Linked DNA regions of Mus musculus: region 1 is linked to region 2. The links are chromatin contacts, called in public Hi-C maps. All regions are on one chromosome and are shown on one strand. The core of a region is the stretch at or near the end of the contact, and the rest is flanking DNA. Distances in the headings are between cores, read along the strand shown.

Region 1 (4,453 bases), core at 1,338-3,837, 310 kb before region 2:
CTGACTGCTCTTCCAGAGGTCCTGAGTTTAAACTCCAGCAACCACATGGTGGCTCACAACGATCTGTAATAGGATCTGATACAGATCTGGGCGGTAGTGGTGCACGCCTTTAATCCCAGCACTCAGGAGGCAGAGGCAGGTGGATTTCTGAGTTCGAGGCCAGCCTGGTCTACAAAGTAAGTTCCAGGACAGCTAGGGCTACACACTGTCTCAAAAAAACAAAACAAAACAAAACAAACAACACATACACTTTTACCTTTAGAGAGAAAGGATAGCAGAAGAGGTCAAAAAAGGAAACAAGAAAGCAGATAGATGAAAACCCTCGTAAGTGGCATCCATTAAGGCCTCTCTAGAGCAATAATCATTAGCGTCTGATTGATATGGTGTAGAAAGCAAGCACATTCATGCCTCCAAGCCATCACCAAAGTGTGCAGAGCACTGAAGGGCCGGTGTGCTGATGAGTTCTGCTTGTTAACACTGCGGCCAGCCCCATTCGGCTGTCTCTAAGAGAAATGGGACTCAGGTAGCCTTTGTCGAAATTATCAGCCAAAGGGCACCAACTTCCATTCATTAGCTCTACTGGAAGGTTTTCTAGTCAGTGCACATGTGGATCCTGCTTGGTGCCTTTAGGACAACAGAGGCCTAAGAGTGGAATTACGGTGGTGGGCGGGAGCCAAGTGCCGTGATAGCTCTGTGACAAGACCAGTAGAGAACGTTCCTGAAGGCTTGCCCTCAAACCCAAGCCATCCAGTCACTTTACGGCTTGTTGGAATCTCAGTTGAAGAACAGACTTAAGGAAAGGGAAGGAAAAGGTACCTTGTACCAGCATTTAGGAAGCAGTTGAATTTGGACTGCTATGATACAAAGTTTAAAAACATAAAACTTGACTAAAAGCCCAGAGTGGCAGGCAAAGGAGTTACTATCATCGTCGTCGTTGTCGTCATTATTATTATTTTAATTACACTGAGATTACCAGTGCTCTGGCAAAGTGGCTCATCTTGCTTACCAAAATTTGAGTATCCAGAGAACAAATACCTGTGCAGAAGGTTGAGGAGATCAAAACGATGGAATGCGTAGGAAGCAAAGGGTCCGTGCTATTCCCCTCTGGCTCTGTTTGCTTCCCCAGGGACTAGAGTGCAAGGGCAAAGGTGGGGGCATAAGGAGATGATTTCTAGGATGCAGCAGCTTTAGGCAAATGTCTCTGGGTGGAACTTGTCCCAGGAAGGAGAGCAGCTCTGGGGACAGGGCTGCCCAAAGACTGACAATCTGAGATTTAGTGGGCTTTGATCATCTCCCATTTCTTTGAATCTTGCAGGAAGCAGAGCACCCTGCCTGTCCTTGTCCCTGTCCGAAGACAGTGCTCATGACCTGCCGGCTATTAGCCTCAGTGCATGCAGTTTATAACGAGAGAGAAATGTAATGGAAAAGGTACCTAAGAAGATAATTCACCCAGATGATGTTCTTCTCATTTGCATTCTTCGCATTAATAGCTATGGTGGCACTAGACTGTATCCAGATGTAGCCTCCATTCTTCTGCATCCAGCGGTAGTACTTGGTCACACACTGACCCTTATTCAGCACTGGGGTAGGGTAAAGAGAGATAAAACAAAACAGAAGGTGTAGTATTAAGATGGGGCATAGAACGGTTTTCATTTCTGCCCAACCTGAGACCAAAGCTTGGGGAGCCCAGCGTATGCCTGACTTAAGATGCTATTAGCACAAATGAAATCAACATCTCATTGGAGCAGCAGCTGCCTAGCTGGGGTTCCTGGCATCTGTAGTGAGGCTATATTCCCTTCTGGGCAGCCGTGGTGGAAAAGGAAGAATAAAAGGGCTACTAATCTTTTTGGCTCAGAGCACACCTAATGTGGTGTGGATATTGTCGGTGGGTTTAACATCAGATGGTAAGAAAGGCAAATCTCTGCCTGATTTATGCATAGCTCCTCCGAGTTGCCCTCCTTGAGATTCTGGTTATCTGAATGGTTCTGAAGATGCCTTCCCCCCCCCCCCCCCCGTCTTTGATCACTTCCCTTCAGCCTGAGCAATATCAAACCCGTGTCCTTAGCCATCCGTTCCTTTTGATCTTGTCCTACAGAATTTATAGTCCTTGGATGAAGTAAATTTACATTGGTCAGCCAGGGTAAATTGTGGTGAGACAGCTGAAGGTTGGAACAAAATATATCCCCGGGTTGAGTCAGAGAGAGACACTGGCCTAAGAGAGAGAGGCACAGCACTGACTTGACTTGAGCCAAACAGAGTGACAGCTCCAGCCAGACGCTGAAATATGGCACAAAATGATGGAACAAGTAAAAACAATCAGGAATGTGAACCGGTGCCTTTAAATACCCACTGTAAGAGAGCTTTAAAATGCAGATGTTTAAAAATGATAGTCTAACCAGAATCTTGCCAAGTTGAAATAGATTTGATTTGTATCTGGGTTCTCCTGAGCTAGTAAAAAGGGAAACTGTAGTAAATCACCCCCTAAATAAAGTGCTATGGAGGGGAATGGTTTGAGAGTATGCAGGGAAGGCTCTGCTTCAGGACGTGGAGACCACTGCTCACGCCCCCACAAAAGCTCACCAGCCTGCCGGCCACTAGAGGGCAGTGCGCACTCGTCTACATGCCCCACTTTTGGCATGTCCTTGTCTCCGTCTGCTAAAATGAAAAACCTCTAACTGCTGTAATAAATTTGGCTAAATTAGCTGCTAAATGGTTATCTCAAGTAATATGTATTTGCATTAATCATCTTGCTCTAAACCAGAACAAGCCAGAGTCCTAAAGACGTAGTAAATTCATATTGTCCATTTAATTACGGCTAATAAGTGCTTCATATACAATAGTTTCATGAAGTACATTTTGATTTTTTTTTGGGGGGGGGTGGATGGAAAAAGGGAGTCACTGTGGGAAAGAGTAACATTCCAGGCGGGTGAACCTCTTCCTTCATCTGAGAGTGGCCACTAATCAACCCCTACGTTCTGCATCCATAGTGGACAGACTTTCATGTTTTTCTCCCATTCTCCCCCCTTTTTTCTCACGATATGTTAAATGAATGGTTGTAAAATTTAATAATTATGTCTTCACTGTTGCTTGAAAAAGCCCTAATAAATGCTTCACACAGGGGCAAGTTTTGTTCTAAAGCTACTACCCAATGCAGGGCGTTGGAAGGCTGGGGGGCCATCACCTGCCCTTGGTGGTGGACTTCCACAGGTAGCATTGTGCCCTCCTTTTGTTGGTGACAGTAAGTTCTGCCATTCTGTATGCATGGCTTTCCAGGCTACCAAACTCCTAGTGGAGGCAGAAAGTGGTGAACTGCCAGGCGTACCACACGGCTCTCCTGTTAAACCGCCGTGGCATGCAACACAGGGTGCTCTCATTCAGAGCTGCTGGGCCTGGGTGACTTTTACCTGAGGACAGTGGCTTGCGCAAGTCTATGCAGAGGAAATCACCACACTCCAATCTGGTTGGTGACATAGTTCTTTCTATGTGCTTTCTAAGCAGAGTAAAGGATGATTCCTAATGGTTTTAGTATTTTTAACAAAGACAAAAAGACTAAAAAAAAACCTTTTTGCAGAATCATGTGAAAAAAAAAATTGAATTGGCGAGCAAGGCTGGCATTTCTTGGGTGGAGAATCTGAACCAGAGTGGAACCCAGAACAGGCAACAAACAACAGAAAACACCAACTCTAGAATATAGAGACTGAGAGGGTTAAATCGAAGAAACAAATAAGATCAAGTTAGAATGTAAAGAATCAACAGAATGACCACTCCACCCCCCATGCGGCTCCTCACTTAAAAACACCAACCTTCCTGACAGTTTTCAGATAAACACGTTTCTAATACAAAGAGCTGATGCAATGCTGTCTTTAGACAACGAGGGAGGAGGGCTTGGTCTGCTTAAAGGGCATTTGCTGAGAAGATAAATACAAATTTATTAGGGTCCATGAATACATTAATTCAGTCTTTCATTAAATCCAGGCTCAGGGATGCCTCGCCAAGAATACATTCCTGAATGACAAAGAGGCAGACAGGTGACTTCTGATGTGAAGAGGAGGCCAGGTGAAGGACTGAACACAAGGATTTCTTCCGCTCAGCACTGTGGCTGTTCTTGGGTCACTGGTGAATGGCACAGGTTTCAGAGGTCATAGTGCACAACTGAAGACAAGCAGTCTCTGGGTCATAATTGTTCCCTGGACTGGTCTTTAACAGAATTTGCCAGGGTCACCATCTTCACATGGTCTTCAGTGACAACTCAAGGGCTGGTGTTTTCTAAACGGGACCTCCATATACCGTTGGAATCCACAGAGAAGATCTGATGGTAGTTTCAGGAGGGAATGAAATGTTGACCAAAATATTACCTAAGTTTCCTTTTGTTTTTAAGTTCATATAAAAGAAGTTCCCAGAGTGCCTTCTTTCATACTGAATCAGGGATACTTTTTGCTCTAACTTCTTACAG
Region 2 (4,344 bases), core at 991-3,490:
AATAAAAACAAATAAAAATTAGAAACACACAAACAAAGAGCAGTAAGAACCACAGACGGGGCTGCAGGCTCAGTGTTTCAGAGTGCTTGCTTTTCTGATATCTTCTCCTGGCTTCTGTTAGTGTCCTCAGACACCAATATACATGCACAGATACATATAAACAGGGTTAAAATACCACAAAGACAAGACCACAGAGTCAACAATGTACCTGAATTACCTCTTCTGCTTTGATCCCTCTTTGGCTTCTACACCCAGAGCTGGATCTTGACATATGCATTTTAACCCAGCATTCTACATTTTCATAACTGGCATTTGATTATCATCTTTTGAAACAATTTGTGTATTTCTGAAAATATTTCTTGTTGCATGATTGACACATTTTCAGTTTTTGAAGATATTGCCAAACAATTCTTCAGTCCCAACAGAAGGAAAGAGAAATGGATGATACAGAGACGAGAAAGAGAAAGTGTGCCTCTTCCTTCCAATCTGAGGCAGAGAGATGGTGAGAGAGAAACTGGGAGGCAGGTAGGGTGTGCAGGAGGGATGGTGGGAAAGGAAGGAGGGGCAAGGCTTTTGTGGGACAAGCACTGGCCTTAGCTCTGTTATAATGACCCAGAGTGTTATGTCCTCTCTACTATAGCTCGTAATGCCACCTTGGTGTCTTTCTAGTTCTTCAACTGCTCTGGTCTTAGAACTGCATAGGATAACAGTATCGAGGAGAAATGCTTGTGTGTTCTAGAGTCATACTGGTCAGAGTTATCTTATAACCCCTCGGGGAATAAGGCTTAGGCATAAATGACTGTTGCGTTTTGGATTTCCTTAAAAATCAAATTGGTTGAAAATATTTAAATGCCCACAGACCACTCTCTCATCCTAAGGTATACAAGGCACACTGCTACCCTACTGCCGCTCCATTTATTCTTCCAGAAAGGACTCTAGAGGACACAGGACAGTCACTCACGGTGAAGGAATCTGCAGCCTTTGAAAAGATACTTTCATTTGGGGGAAGACTTTATAACTTTTAGTCTCCGAGAGGTTGGACAGTTATTATTTTTTAATTGATTCTTGGGTTTGTGAGTTCTCCACAGCCAGGATTCAAAAGCTGTCTCCATCCCTGTGCCGTTCTGTGTACTCATCACAACCCTTACCCATCCTCCTGCTTGCTACAGACTTCCTTGCCCACCTTTTGATATGGCATCTTATCAATGAGCCAATTATGTGTGTTAGGCTATGCCCATGGGAGTAGGAAACAAACAGTCACGTCCTCCCTCTCACTCCCCAACTCAACCCACCCTTGATTTTTTTAAAAGACTGTAACACGCGTCCCAGTGACGTTTCTTTCATGCCTCTCTCAGCGTGGCCCTTTGATCAACGGCTCTTTGTTTATTTCCTTCACTGTGATATTTTTTTTTCAGAGCTTCTTGCTAAGTGCAAATGAGAACAGGAGTTTCAACCTCTTGCATAATGGTGTAAAATAAATAAATAACAGAATTGTATTTAAATAAACTATTCAAATCCGTGTCAGCAAATGATCTAATTAATTACTCCTTTGGGGCTGTGTTGTATGTTTGCTTTCTTCTCAGAGAGGTGAAGAAAGTGGAAATAAATTCTCGGCTGTTAATGGGGTAAATTCTGTAAATGGGCAAGGGTCAGGGAAACCAACTTTAATTTCTATCACATTTGTTTTTAGACACTTAATTTACTCTGTTTCTTTAACCCCATTTGGATGTTCCTTCTTGGCTTCGGGTGAGTGGTGTGGATAGACCTGGGCTGACCTGATTGGATGTTTTCTGATAAGAGCAGCAAAGAAGCCAAATTGTGCACAAGACAGACAGACCTATATGCTACCCCTTATAATTCAGTGTATGATGCAAGACTTTTAACCAAGTCCGTAGAGATTGGACAAAATCCAATTTGTCATAACTTATTCCTAAGCATTGTGCTTATACTCGGTACTTTCTCATTCTTACTCGCCATTTACCCAATTATATCTATCCTTATTAGACCCCTGCTGAAGACAGCATTAGCCAGAGAAGTCCCATAGCTTAGCTTAATCCTATTATCTCTTGATAAACGGGACACATGAGGCACTAGATGGCCAAATTCAGCATCGCTCCTCCCTCTCCTTTCCCACCCCTTCTTTCCCCCAAAGCGGGGGAGACCGCTGTTGCTCACCCTCCTGCCTGATGTAATTACGATCTGGAAGTGTGCCCGTTCTAATCCTTACTCATGAGGAGCGTCACTGTCAGCCTGAGAAATGAACTGCAGTTATGATGTAGAGGGCTGACACCTCCGTGACATGCACTGATGTGCCGGGTCTCACTGCCACAGGGACAGAGTGAGCTCCGTGTTTTCAGGGCTTTAAATGCCTGCCAAAATCAGAGCATGAGACCTGAGGGAACAGGCCACAGGGGCAAAGAAGCTGGTCAGAAGTGACTCTTCTGAGGTGGGCGTTTGAATGGACATAGGGAAGGAGGGAGACCGGCTGAAGGGAGGAATTGAGAGGGACAAAGTTAGGGGAAGGGTATGAACGAAATCTCCTTTAGGAATTTCTCTAGGAATTCCACAGAACACAGGATCTTACTCTTTTCCAGAACTTATCTCAGCCTGTAATTTGCCTCACAGCAGCCTGCTCAGTGGCCCCATGATAGCCGCAGATGACGGAATCATCTCTAAATGTCTGCTGGCTGTAGTCATAGATGTGTATCCACAGATCAGAGAGTATAAATAGATTAGTAGCAAAAAGGTAAAACAAAACAAATCCCTCGACTTACTAAAATGGTCATTAAGATATATCTTCAAATGGAAGTTCCCAAGTGTTGAGCAGAGAATAAGACTCACTTTATCCCACAGACATTGTGCAGGCCTTGTGCTGCGATTACAGGCCCGTTCCCTTCCACTATATACACTATTTATAACATCAAACGGGCTCTGTGCTTCCTTTCAGAAAGAATTTATTATCCAAAAGGTTGTGCTTGGGAAGACGCCAACTTAAGCCTCTGAGGTAAGAAGGCAAAGAGACTCCATTTGTTTAGGAACAAATATAATTTTGACAACGCTAGAAATGCCTTTCCCATACATCCACATTCTCCAAGTCACACAAGGAACTGCAGAAACCCTCCAACCCTAGCTGGTTCTTCATGAATTGAAGAAAATAAATGTGTTCAGAAGTTCCATCCTGTTGAAAGGAAGAACACATTCCTTTTGTTTCAGGAAGAGGGAGCTGGCAACGAAGTGGCTGCCAGCGGGGCTCAGCACAAACAGAGTTTTCGCACAAAATTGGAGATCAAGAACTATTGATTGGCCCTTGTGAAAATGGAGGGCTGAGCGGGAAAAGCGCCACAGAGCCACACTGCTCTTTTGATGGTGCCAGCTCCTATAGGAACTGGGCTGTAAGCCCCAGGGACTGGCAGCAACGCTTTGAAACCATGGCTTTAGAGCTTGGTGGAACGGCACAGGACTAGGAGTTCCTTTGGGGGTGACTAGTTTTATTGTACTGCCACTCTTAATATTAGCATTAATGGTGCTGCAGTGGAGAGCAGTGAGAGCAGTGGCCTAGCTCGGGGAGAGGAGCCTTCCCTTCTAGCTGGTTGTCCCATGGTTGGGAAGCAGGGTTACTCTACATTCTACAGGTGGAAGGAGGATGAGCCCCAACAGACACAGAGCAGGGCAACGAGTGAGCACATTTATTTTATTTATCGGAGCAAGCTACTGTGCAGGTGATGCCTATGCATTTAGCAAAGAAAAGAGCCTATCCCCTGTAAACATGCATTTGTGGGTCCTAGTTGGCATAATAAAACAGCTGAATAATATTAAGGAACATTAGTTTATAGTAACAGTTTAATTATGTATTTATTTTACCGAGGCTTCTATTTACATAATGATAATGGTTAAGAGACAGAAGTTAGCATCATCAGGCCAGAAGTGTGACACTACTAAGAGAGCGTTTGCCTGGTTATAATGCTGTTGCCTTTCCTGACCACTGTGACCACTGATAAAGGTATTGTCCTCTAGAAACTTTTGGACCCCTAACTTGGGGACCATGGAATTAAAATTACCCTACTAGACACCACAGGATGTTAGAGAGAGAGGGAGAGAGAGAGAGAGAGAGAGAGAGAGAGAGAGAGAGAGAGAGAGAGATGGAGATGCTAGGGATGTGCTATGTCTTTCAGAGTTGCTGGTCATTGAGGCAGTGAGGTCCCATAACCCCTTCCACCTTCCCAAATACTACCAGGTATTGTCAATATTCTTTGTTACCAACCAGAAGTTGAGAACAAGAACATATTGGTGAATACCATATACCTGAGTGACAGAATATGAGGAAATCAAGCTGGTACTGGCCTG

Evidence for each region. Hi-C and Micro-C count contacts between places; a contact is called where the count stands out from the background.
Region 1: a contact with region 2 is called in a Hi-C map of the N1E-115 cell line, with 5 times the contacts expected there. The contact joins two enhancer-like sites. A contact is called at or near these places in 2 of 15 datasets of contacts at CTCF or cohesin (the NIH/3T3 cell line and stem cell-derived epiblast-like cells), 33 of 484 Hi-C or Micro-C datasets (the HL-1 cell line, the N1E-115 cell line, Sertoli cells and 18 more), 12 of 115 datasets of contacts at active chromatin or transcription factors (SST interneurons, VIP interneurons, astrocytes and 7 more) and 1 of 9 other capture datasets (embryonic stem cells).

What each region holds. Positions count from the first base shown.
Region 1 is chr12:54,059,110-54,063,562 of GRCm38.p6, reverse strand. It overlaps Npas3 (neuronal PAS domain protein 3), which reads right to left. Exons shown (of 12, transcript NM_001370962.1): 10 at 1,433-1,580. Among named protein-coding and RNA genes, the nearest start is that of Gm35818, 81 kb to the left of the region's middle. Within about 2 kb of position 2,587, at least 8 of the 459 cell types and tissues checked have an H3K27ac peak or open chromatin away from gene starts, as enhancers often do. A contact at or near this core is called in the N1E-115 cell line, SST interneurons and neural progenitor cells, where this site is marked.
Region 2 is chr12:53,751,442-53,755,785 of GRCm38.p6, reverse strand. All of the region lies in intron 4 of Npas3 (neuronal PAS domain protein 3), which reads right to left. Among named protein-coding and RNA genes, the nearest start is that of Gm35614, 78 kb to the left of the region's middle. Within about 2 kb of position 2,240, at least 25 of the 459 cell types and tissues checked have an H3K27ac peak or open chromatin away from gene starts, as enhancers often do. A contact at or near this core is called in the N1E-115 cell line, SST interneurons and neural progenitor cells, where this site is marked.